Regions from separate parts of the Gossypium arboreum genome. Here region 2 is linked to region 1. Evidence: chromatin contacts called from public Hi-C data. All regions are on one chromosome and are shown on one strand. The core of a region is the stretch at or near the end of the contact, and the rest is flanking DNA. Distances in the headings are between cores, read along the strand shown. Region 1 holds the start of LOC108467950. Region 2 has its middle 14 kb from the start of LOC108454913.

The links. Hi-C and Micro-C count contacts between places; a contact is called where the count stands out from the background.
Region 2: a contact with region 1 is called in a Hi-C map of leaf, with 2.3 times the contacts expected there. The contact joins the enhancer-like site here to the promoter of LOC108467950 in region 1. A contact is called at or near these places in 2 of 5 Hi-C or Micro-C datasets (both in leaf).

The regions. Positions count from the first base shown.
Region 1 is chr1:33,500,240-33,506,332 of ASM2569848v2, forward strand. LOC108467950 reads left to right here and starts at 2,594. Exons shown (of 2, transcript XM_017768780.2): 1 at 2,594-3,425; 2 at 4,286-5,190. The coding sequence starts at 2,762. The coding sequence ends at 4,803.
Region 2 is chr1:33,634,661-33,640,172 of ASM2569848v2, forward strand. No RefSeq gene overlaps it. Among protein-coding and RNA genes, the nearest start is that of LOC108454913, 14 kb to the right of the region's middle. Within about 2 kb of position 2,186, at least 1 of the 2 cell types and tissues checked has an H3K27ac peak or open chromatin away from gene starts, as enhancers often do. A contact at or near this core is called in leaf, where this site is marked.

The DNA of each region.
Region 1 (6,093 bases), core at 1,344-3,843:
ATATAATAAAAATGGTTATATTAAAATTTAAAATAATTAAAATAAAATAAATATATATATTAATATATAATTGGGCGGGTAAGGCAAGGGCCAAAAACTCTTACGAGGCCGGCCCGTTTTCTAAGCAGGCCTCGTTTTTTGCCCAAGCCCATTTTTTCGGCCTATATTTTACCCAAACCCTACCATTTTTTAGGCGGGCCTTGGTGGCCAGGTGCCTTGACCATGATCAGCTCTAATGAGCTTACTAAGCACAAAGTGCTTACCTTGTTTCATTTTCCCCTGTTTTGTAGTGTTAAGAGCTCGGAGGTCGGATTTGATCGGAGACACATTACACTATCAACCTTAGGATTTTGGTATATAAAGAAACTTTATTTTGGAAATCAATGGCATGTATAAGCTAATAAAGTAAATGTTAACATGAAATGAATATAAAGTTAGCCATTAGTATGGTTAACAAACCTGGTTTTGGGTATGTGATGACGTTATCTTATAAATATGCATGAATTTATCTTGAAAATATGTTGAATTGGTTTGGTTGAAGTGGATTGGTCTCGATTTAATATTGCAGGGAAGGTTAGATATATATAAAGGGGCTATATTGAATATAAAAAAAAATCATAAACTCCGGTAATACCTCGTACCCTATTTTGGCAATGAATACGGGTAGGGGGTATTACAGTTCTGGTCACCCAACTTTAAAAAAAAAATCAATTTAGGCTCTAATGTTTGAACTTGTTCCTATTTTGGTTACTTGCCATTAAATTGATAACGAAAAGTTTTTTTAACTGGTATAATAACACATTTAATCCTCATCAATATTATATATTTTTATCAAATTGATCTTAATTCTAAATAATTCAATAAATTTAACCCTTTATATTTACAAATTTTATCAATTTGATCCTCAAACTTCTTAACTAAAACTTTTAGCTTTTAAAATAGAGGCATTCCACATCTATTAATTGTTTTATCTATGGTTGAAATTATCTAAATCGATACATATCCCTTTTTGTTTATATTTTTAAGAAGTTGGTGTTAGAAATTAACTAAACACCATTAAAAATAATAGAAAATACAAATATTAAAAATATAATATATAATAAATTTATATAAATAGTTAAATACTTTTGAAAAATAAGTTTTGACTTTGACTAGCATAATTTTAGTTTTAAATTAATTTGGTATATGATTTGACACTAAATCATATTACTATTAGTGATACATGTTGCTTATTTTAGATTTAAAATTAAAAATAAATAGAACACATAATAATCTCATAATCAGTTTATAACATTAAAAAATTATTATCAATATAATAAAAGAAATTCAATTAATTCTTTCACATTTTTTCTTATGAAATATTAAATGTTCATAAATTTTTTATGCAATTATTGATTGAGCAATTAGATTTTTCAAAGTTATATTTTTAACTCTAGATTTAATTTTCAATTTCAAAAACCAACTTGAGGATTATTTCTATGTATCTTAAAGGAAATATAATACATTAACAATAATAGTAAATCTAAAGTGGCTTTTTAACGGTTTTTCTATTTTCTTTAGCCAAAATTTTATTGGTTAAAGGGTTATAAAATATTATCTTTAGAAGAAAACTAATGTAAAAAAAAAGAAAAGAAAAAATTTAGTATAAAAAAAAAAGAAAAGAAAAAATTTAGTATAAACTCATTGGTATCAAGAATTGACTTGGAAAACGACTTGTTAGTACTTAGTGGAGAGAAGGTTTTTATTTATTTATTTATTATATATATAATCTTTTTGGGTTTTGTGATTTTATAGATGTGGAATGACTTTGTTTTAAAATATAAAAACTTTGGTTAGGAAGTTTGAGGATCAAATTGATAGAATTTGTAAATGTAAATGGTTAAATTTATTAAATTATTTAGAATTAGGATCAAATTGATAGAATATGTAAGTATAGAGTACTAAATGTATCATTATACCAATTAAAATTTTTTTATTATCAATTTACAGCATGTTATAAAAACAATAATGAGTTCAAATGTTAATGCTTAAATTAAAAATTTTAAAGTTAGATGATCAAAACAAAAATATATGCATAGTTCAGTAACTATTTGTGTAGTTTACCTTAAAATTTTTAACATAAATGATTAATTTACTCTTTAATTTAATGTATAAAATTAATTCACCTATTTTTAAAGTAGATAACATCATCACATTTTCATATTCAGGTAACCGATTTAAAACTAGATAATAGATATAACACCTCTTTTTTGTCTAGTAGTGAAAATATTTATACTATGGCAATATCCATGGGTCAATCCAATTTGTGCATATCATTTTCGTCTCTTATTTCACATTTTTTCTTAATTTAAAGAGTTTTTCTTTTAATAATTATTGGAAATTATGATTTTAATTTTAATTAATTATTAATATATTATATAAAACAAAATAGTGCGAAAGATTAAGACCAATTTATTTAAAATAAAAGAATAGAGACCAAATCAAATAAAAGTGTAAAAATTGGAGGGCTAAAGTAGTATTATACCAAAATAAGGATTTAACAGCTAGCGTAATAAAGGGACTTCTATGTAAGTTTTACCCAAAAAACTTGTAGTGCGCCATATTTGGTTTCCAGTTTGGGCTAAGTACAACCTACTCAAGTATTTAGCCTCAGTAGGGCACCAAAATAAGGACAAATTCCTGAGAGTCTTTTCCTTTTCTGCTTCTTCTTCACGACGCTTTATATCCCTTTTTCTTTGTTTTGTTTTCAATTTCACAAATAATGGCTATTAAGAATGAAATTATTACTTCGACAGATTTGGGTGACAACGAAATTGGGAATATCAGCACTTGGAGCATTCCCAAAATGATTTCTCTTGTAAAATCCACTTTTCGTTCCAACGATTTCGCCATGGTAGAAAAGGAATTTTTGGCGAGAGAGCAGAAATCAAAGCTGGAAATCGAGTCACTGAAACAGGCAAAGGATTCATTTTCCTACAAATTCGAAGAAGAGAGGTTGGAAAAAATGGGTTTTGCGGATGATCTGAGGAAATGCAAGAAAGAATTGGAGGACATGAGGGGTGAGGTTTCGAAGTTGCGGGAAGAAAATATGGTTTTGAGGGAAAGAGGAAAGTCTGCTGAGGAAAGGTGTAATAGATTGTCGGAGGAAGTGAAGGGTATGTATGAGAAACAACACGAAATTATAAATTTGAGAAGCAAGAATTGCGAGCTTGAAAATGAGAAAGCCAAAGCTGAATCTGAGTTGGAAATACTGAGGAAGAGATTCGAGGAGTTGGATAAGAGGGTTTTATGTTTAGAGACTGGTTTTAATACTCTACAAGATGAAGATGATTCCAAGAACAACAATAGGATTGGGGGAGAAATTGGGGTTTCCGAAAATGGGAGGCTAAAACCTATTGAAGCTAACGGTTATTCACCAAATGCTGGTAAAAATTCAACATTCCTGAACCTTTTTTTATTTTGTTTTCGTGTTTATATTGTTGTTTGGTTGGTTAAATTCATGCTAGAGTTGATATTCAAGATTGCTATGCATATGAAGGTTTCAGTATCATTTCAGGTTATGGACTGATGGTGATATTTTTTAGGGTCGGATCCTCAACAAGTCCCAGCGCCTTTTTATTTTTTTTTAGGGTTGGATTCTCAAAAGGTCTAGTATTCTGTCTCGGGGTTCTATGCTCCGTTTTAGCCTCGAGCTTTTGCCCTGTCCATGAACGGGGCATGGAGACGCCACATGCTGGTGCCAGGAGTCGCAAACAGTGCCAGGAGAAACTTGAGAGTTTTATGGTGTGGTTTGAATTCATTCCCTATAGCATATAGGCATTTATGGGTAAGATGAGTACCACTGGGACAAAATTTTGGGGTTAAAATGGAGTATAGGCGCTCCAAGAATATAATACCGGACTTGTTGAGGGTCCAACCCTCAATAATGCTCTGTATCAAATAATAAATACTGATACTTGTATAGCAGGATAAGCAATTTGCTCTAAAGGTTATGTTCTATTGCAGGAAATTCAAAACATTTAGCCTTTTTCTTTTTTTTCGTACCAATGTGTACTTCATTCACCATGCTTCATGAGAAAATTAGTTCTGCATGTATAGATCATAGAATGTATATACAACTAGCTGGAGTTTGATTCGGGTGTCGAAAAATCGAAATACATATTCTAAGTGCTTATGCTAAATGTATATCTATGAGCAATACTTACCTGTTGTGGAACTTGTAAAGTGTTTTCCCCCTTTAATATCTTCCGGTTTAACTTATTCTTCCTGAAATCTTGCGTGCCAGGGAGTTGGAGACCTCCATCTCAAAACGTTGTTGAGATTGTTGATATCGATAGTGATGATGATTGTGCACCAGTAGAAAATCCGAGTGTGGAAACTGCGACTCCAACTCTCAAAAGAAAACAAACTTCAACTACAGATGTAGGTGAGGGTGAAAATGGTAATAACGATGCATTATCTGAGAAGTTAAGGATGAGGAAACGTCAAGAGCCTATTTGCAGGCCTAATGGTTGTCCTGTTAATCATTGCTCAACGACAACAATTGTTTCTGATATCAATGAGGTTAACAGAGGCTCTGCCACACCAAGGGAAGATGTTATGGATTCAGTACAGCCTGAACATCGAACGGAGTCTGAGCATAGGTCTGGGGATCTTATCAATGGCTTTCCTTTGGCTGGGCTTTGTTTCTCCGAGGAAAGTTCTGTTTCCTCTGATACTGACTCTGATGATGACAGTGATGGATTTATTTCCATCAACCATTCTCAGCCTGCACCAGAGGTTCAGAAGGAAAACAAAAATTAGCCATTGGAAATGGATGGCTACTTTCTGTTTTTAGATATGAGAACCAAACAAGAAGTTTGTCACATTGTGCCAATTGACAATTTATCTCCGGTGCACACAGGTATTGCTACAGAAGCTATTCCAATATCTCCTCTGCCCTTTCTTCTTTATGTTCATTTTAGTAAAGGTGATGATGAGATAGTTTCGCTTGATGGCTTGAATATGGGTTCTCATTGAAACTAGTTACATGCATAAGAACCATTATAAAGAAAGAAAGAGAGATGTAGAGTGGAGTAGAGGTTGATTCTTGATTTTTTCTAACATTAAGTTTGATGATCCATGTATAGATTTGAACCTTTGTACTCTTCTTTATGATAGCATGACATAATATTTCCTTTTGGCATGAAATGTAACATCAAATCTGTTTGCTTTCCTTAAACTTTTGCTGCTATAACTTCTCAATCCCATGGACATCAGCTCCAGGGATATTACTCTGGCCATGGCGGATACACAGTATGGAAGATCTTGATCATTATATCGAACTAGCTCTTCAATACTGCAAGAAATTTTTTAAGATATGACTAAAGAAAGGATACTTTATTTTTATAATTGTGGCATGACCAAACCAATATTTGTTGTTTTGACACGAGCAACATTGTTGTTTAGCTTTTGTTTCTGCTTATGTATATATGCGTGCCTTATCTTTCACATATATACATGCCTTACCTTTCTCATTTGTGATGAACAAGATATTGGACCTAAAACTAAAGTGTGGATAATAATTTGAGCAAGCTTATGTCACTTTGGATAATGATTTAATATGATTTGCATCATAAGCTTACTCATATTTGGTATAGGTCAAAATCAAATATTTAATTCATTCCTTTTGCCAAATTCCATTTTTATCTTCTTTTTGGTTGGATGCCTCAAAGTTGCCATCATCCAAGGGTACAAGGTAGCTGCAATGGTTTGTACTGTAACATTGTTGAATGGTTTGTGATTTTAGATTGGTTCATGGTTTTTGGGTCTTGTCATTCTCTTCCAATCCCCTAAAAGAATATTTAAAGTAGGGGGAAAAAGAAGAGAAAGCATCCTTAAGAAACATTAATTAAAAATAAAAATAAAAGGCTAAATTTAACATAAAAACAAAGGTTACTTTTTTAAGGTATTTAAAGTACAATTACAAATTATTAATAATTACATGTAGGATCAACTATAACCAAATCAACTAAATTTAAAGTATAAAATAAGTTGAAAATCAAAATATATTTGAAATTAGAACAAAATAAATTTAGACATAACTTACATATG
Region 2 (5,512 bases), core at 936-3,435, 130 kb after region 1:
TATACGGGCAGCTCAGTTGCAAACTACTGTATTGTGCCGCATTCGGTGCTACCTAGAGTGTAGTGATGGGTGGGTTGATTTAATCCCCACATAGAGTGTAAGGTTGGACGGAGATGGTGTGTAGAGGCTGGTTGGGTAGGACTTTGTACTGAATACTGTATATCTATTACTGATACTGTGATGGGCTAAGGCCTTTATGCATACTGATATTGATACTGGATTGGGCTAAGGCTGAACCGTTAATGATATTGAAAGGGGGCTTAGGCCCAAGACTGATTTGATTGTGCACTGTGTTTGCTGTTGTTGTTTTTTGTGGGATTACACACTGAGTTTACGTAAACTCACCCCTCTCTATTAATGCGCACAGGTAATCCCCAAACTTGACAAATCGATGCAGCGGAGGACCTGACAGTGGCCACACGTATTTTATACTGTTTTAAATTTTAATTTTGGTAATTATTTCTTAATTATTTTATGGGTTATTTTTTATGTAAATTGGACTTTTTAGACTGGTTGCTTTTATTTCGGATTTTAGACTGTTTTCGTGGATTTAATAACTGCACAAACTCAACGAACAAATGGCTTTCTCTAAAACTAAGGGGTTTTCCTAAGACGAACAATTTTACCTAATTAACTTTGTTTTTCATAAATAAATGATTTTTAAAGCTTCCGCAACGAGCTGTGTTTTAAAACAATCGATTAAATAAGTAAGCAATTTTAAAATCAACAAGAGTAAATAAATGAAAACAGTTTTATTGTAACACTATCACGTGACATCACCAGATTCACTCATAACGTCTAGGCCGGGTTTAGGGTGTTTTAACTTTATTAACATGTACAGTAAGAATCTTTAATAATGAACGAGGTTTTAACTCATTACTTTTATAAATATTTAAAGGTTATAAACATTTAATGCAACATAAATAAATGAAGCTTATTTAACTGATTCATTAACACATACATTAAACATCTTTAATAATGATTTTAACTCATTACTTTCATAAATTTTAAAAATTATAGACATCCATTTAATATATTTACAACAAAAATAATATTCTCAAAATACCTTAAATTCGCACCGCTTCAACACTTATCCAATCAATACGCGAATTGCAAACATAAGACACATTTCAAGATCAAGCTTCCACTATTCATATAGTATTTTAAAAATTTTATACTATACATTATTAGAATACAATTTTTTATAAGGTTTAAAACTTTTAAAATTATGATTTAATATGTTTAAATTTATTTTGACATTATTAATTAATTTTAAAATTATTAAATAATTTATATTTTAATTAAGATACATAAGCTTTGCATAGAAGTAAAAGCTAGTTTAATATATAACATAGTATATATTTTTAAGGGTAAATTATACCCAATGTTACTAAACCTGTTAGTAAATTTATGTTTCAGATTACTTAATTTTAAAATATTACAATATAGTCTCAAAGGTTTTTATTTAAATTATTGAACTATTCAAAATTTTTTATTCAAATCACTAGGCAGTTTTTTTTTTAAAGTTCCACTGGTGAGTTCTAAGTGATGATTTGATGATGAATACAATGTATCAGTACCTGTCAGTGAGTAGAAGAACATATCTTAGATCCAAGTGAATTTGGTGGTTAGTGTCGGAAATTAGAGAAGAAAATTGTTTAGATTTTAATTCGTAGATTTATTATATTCGAAGCTATGTCATGAAATGAAAATTGAATTGCGAGAAAAAAGTTTCGATTAGTACAAGTGATATGAATAGAGAAAGTCATATTATAGCAATACTAATAACCTAATTAAATATTATAATAATACTAACAACCTAATTAAATAATATTTTAAATAGTTCAATAAATTTTATAATTTTTTAAAATTAAATGATTAAAATATAAACTTACTAATAATTTAATAATTTTAAATATAATTTACCTATTTTAAAAAAATACATAAAATAGAATAATAACAGTAAAGAAAAACATTTAAAATAGTATTGGAGCACGATAGTGGTGTCGATGACGAAAATGACTACGCCTCCTGTTGCAGATCTTCATGTTTAAATTAGTGTTGGACCATTTGTGGTTTTAAAAAAAAAAAAATCAAAACAGTAATGATGGCGCGGGTGGACCCGGATGTGGGGAATTGGGGATTGGGGGCACGTCCTCACCCACTTACACTTAACGAGGACATGATGACCGTTAAGCTGACATAACGTGTACGGCCATGATTGATCTTCAGAGTATGACCTGCAGAATAACAAACTCCGCTTTTTCCTTTATTTAAAGTCTTGAAATTTCGAGCCACCCCCTTCACCAAAATACTAACGCACGAAGTACCTTTTCTTTTTTTATTTAAGTTTAAAAGAAAAAGATATTTTTGGTTTTTTCATGTTTGCTTTTGTTTTTCCTCTCTCTTTTGCTCAGATTTTTTTGTAATGAAATCAATGCTCAACACGTGATTGTGGTTTTTTTTTTTTAACTATTAATGTTTTCTTTTCTTTTAAATTTTTTTATGTATTTAAAATATTAAAATTTTAATACAATACTTACAATTATTTATAATTCTTTTTAATTAAAAAATAAATTTGTTATAACACGTTTAAACTCATATCTTTTTGTATTGATAATAATATTGATGTCAATCGAGTTAAGACTAGATCTGTTTATGGATCGAACCACCCGATCCGCTTAAAAAATGAGAGAGATTGAATAAAAATATTGGCCCGAAAAATAGTCTTGTACAAAAAATAAGACTTATTTAGAAAATGAGATCAGGCCTCAGGTAAGGTTTTTTGGCTCAGGTTGGACTCGACCCAAATTTGCAAAAAAAAAAAATTATTATTTTGTTGTTATTTTATTATTATGTTGCTACTATTTTGTTGTTATTATTAGATATTGTATAACTTTTGTTTTATTATTAACTTTACTATTATTTTAGAGGCATTTACTTGTTAAGTTGTACTTATTTTCAATTTATTGGGAAACATTCATTTTAAATTTTTTAGTGTTTTTGATGTATTATTTTTTTATTTTTCATATAAAATAATATAAAAAATTTCAATCTGCACCGATCGAGTTGGGCTTGAGTTTTAGTATTTTTATTCGAGTCGAGTTTTGGTAAAATTTTAGGCCCATATATTGAGTTGGGCCTACAATTTTGTTAAGGTCCGGTCCGACTCATGGACACCTTTAGCTAAAACTCAATTAGCAAATTTTCAAATTCTTTTAAATTTTAATATGGATGGATCGGGTTGGGCCCGAGTTTTAGTATTTTTATCCGAGTCAGACCTATCAAACAGGCCTAAAATTTTATTAGGACCCGACCAGCGCATGGATACCTTTAGCCAAGAGTCAATTAGGAAATTTTTAGATTCTTTTAAATTTTATTTAATTTAATTATTATATATAAGGTATGTGTTTTATTTTAAAATGATTTATCCACACTTTCAAAAGACAAATAATCCCTCCATGTGTTTATTCCGAAATTGTTATTAGATATGTATGATGTACTCCACAAATTAGAAAAAAATTATTTTAAAATTACAATGATTCTAATTAATTAACTAAAATAAATATAAAAGAATTTGAATCACGTCTTATTATTGAGTGAAGATGTGATATATATTTAATGAATGAATCTAGATGTTAAATTGTATATGAGTTATTTTATTTTTAAATTATGTATATAAATATTTTGATATTTTAGATAATCTTTTTTGCACCTATTGTCGATATTAAGTAACACTGTAAAATTTGAATAAATTTTTTATGATATTATGCATGGATCACATACATCATGGTGAATTCTTCAGAAAAAAAATTGTGTTTTTCACAATGGAATCTGATAAGTGAGATTTGTTAGAACCGTAAATAATATTTAATATAAAATTAGAACTATAAACCAGGATCTGTCATGCCAAATCATAAGAATAAATCAAGAACAAAACTAGATGCAGAAGCGTACCTAAATTCATCGACTTTTTAAAATCTACGAATCTTGGGGTTTTGCTCTTCCAAATTAACACATAAGTAATCTAGAAAAGGCGGCTCTCTCTTTTCTAAAAATGTGATATTAGAAAAGTTATCTTATATGTAATTTGGGGGCCATAACCCTAATATATAATTTTGGCACATTAACCCTAATTTCTAATCAGCTCGTCATCAATTAGAAATTAGTTACTAGAGTATCTATACATATTTGACTCATACTTTATTTAATAATTAAAGCCCAATAAATCTTAACCAAATTAGATCACTTTTAATTTGGGCTAACCTATTATGATAGTAAATAATATGTAATTACCTTTATTATATATGTGATGTCCATATTTTCCAACAATCTTCCTCTTGGACCACATATATATACTAATTAATCTATAATTACATGTCATTATATAACCTTATGAGCTCAAAACTTTACTATCATATCCAAAAGGTATTCCAAACAATCTTGTCCATTAATTATGTTAATATAGAACTAATGTGACTTTCGTTACATATATTGTAACTAAATCCATCCATGATCACATATATTAACACAACCAAATGACATAGATCAAGTATGGATATGTAGCATAGAAATTACATGTAATATGATTTAAACATGTCTATTTCCAACAGTTCCTCTGTAATATCCTAATTTTGGGCCTAGTCGGAATAGTAGTTTTGTGACCACAAAATCCGAGATAGAAATAATTATTTTATGATTATTTTAAGGTCTATGATATGATTGCATGATTGTGTGAAAAATTCGTGAAGAAATTTTATGCATAAAGTGCTTAAATTGAAATTAGGGACTAAATCCAATAATTTGCAAAACTTGCATTCTAGAAGTTTCTAGTATGAAATTGTTTTGAAATATTAATTAGGAGGTCTTAAATAGCAATTTTACCAATTTATAAGTCTATGGACAAAAATTGGACATGGATGGAATTTTTGGAAAGTTTAGTAGTAAGGGCATTTTGGTCATTTAGGGGTAAAATGAATTAAAATACAAAATTAAAAGCCAATTTTGCTCATCTTCAACCCCATGGCCGAATATAGCAAGGAGAAACCATGGATAGGGTTTTTCAAGCTTCCAAGCTCAATTGTAAGTCTGTTCTAGCCTCGTTTTTAATGATTTTTACATTTTTGGAGTCCCGCTAACTTGATTTAGCTTATTCTAGCAATAATTTAACCTAGGTTTTATATTTGGAAAAATATCCATAGGTGAAATTTGTGTATTTTGGTGTTTTATGATAGAATATGAGGTTTTAAATTATGTTAGACAACTTGTGCTACTCGATTTTAAGTGAAAACGAGCAAAAGGGCTTAATCGGTAAAAATACCTAATAGTCATAAGTACATGTTAGAGTGAGAATTTGATGTTTCCATAGAAGGGAAAAATGATCAGCATGTCATAAAACATAAGAAAATAGGCTGAAGTTTAATTTACGAGCTTTGGGGCAAAAGTGTAAATATGAAAAAGTTTAAGGGCAAAACTGTAATTTTTCCAAAATATGATTTTGGGTCAATTTGAA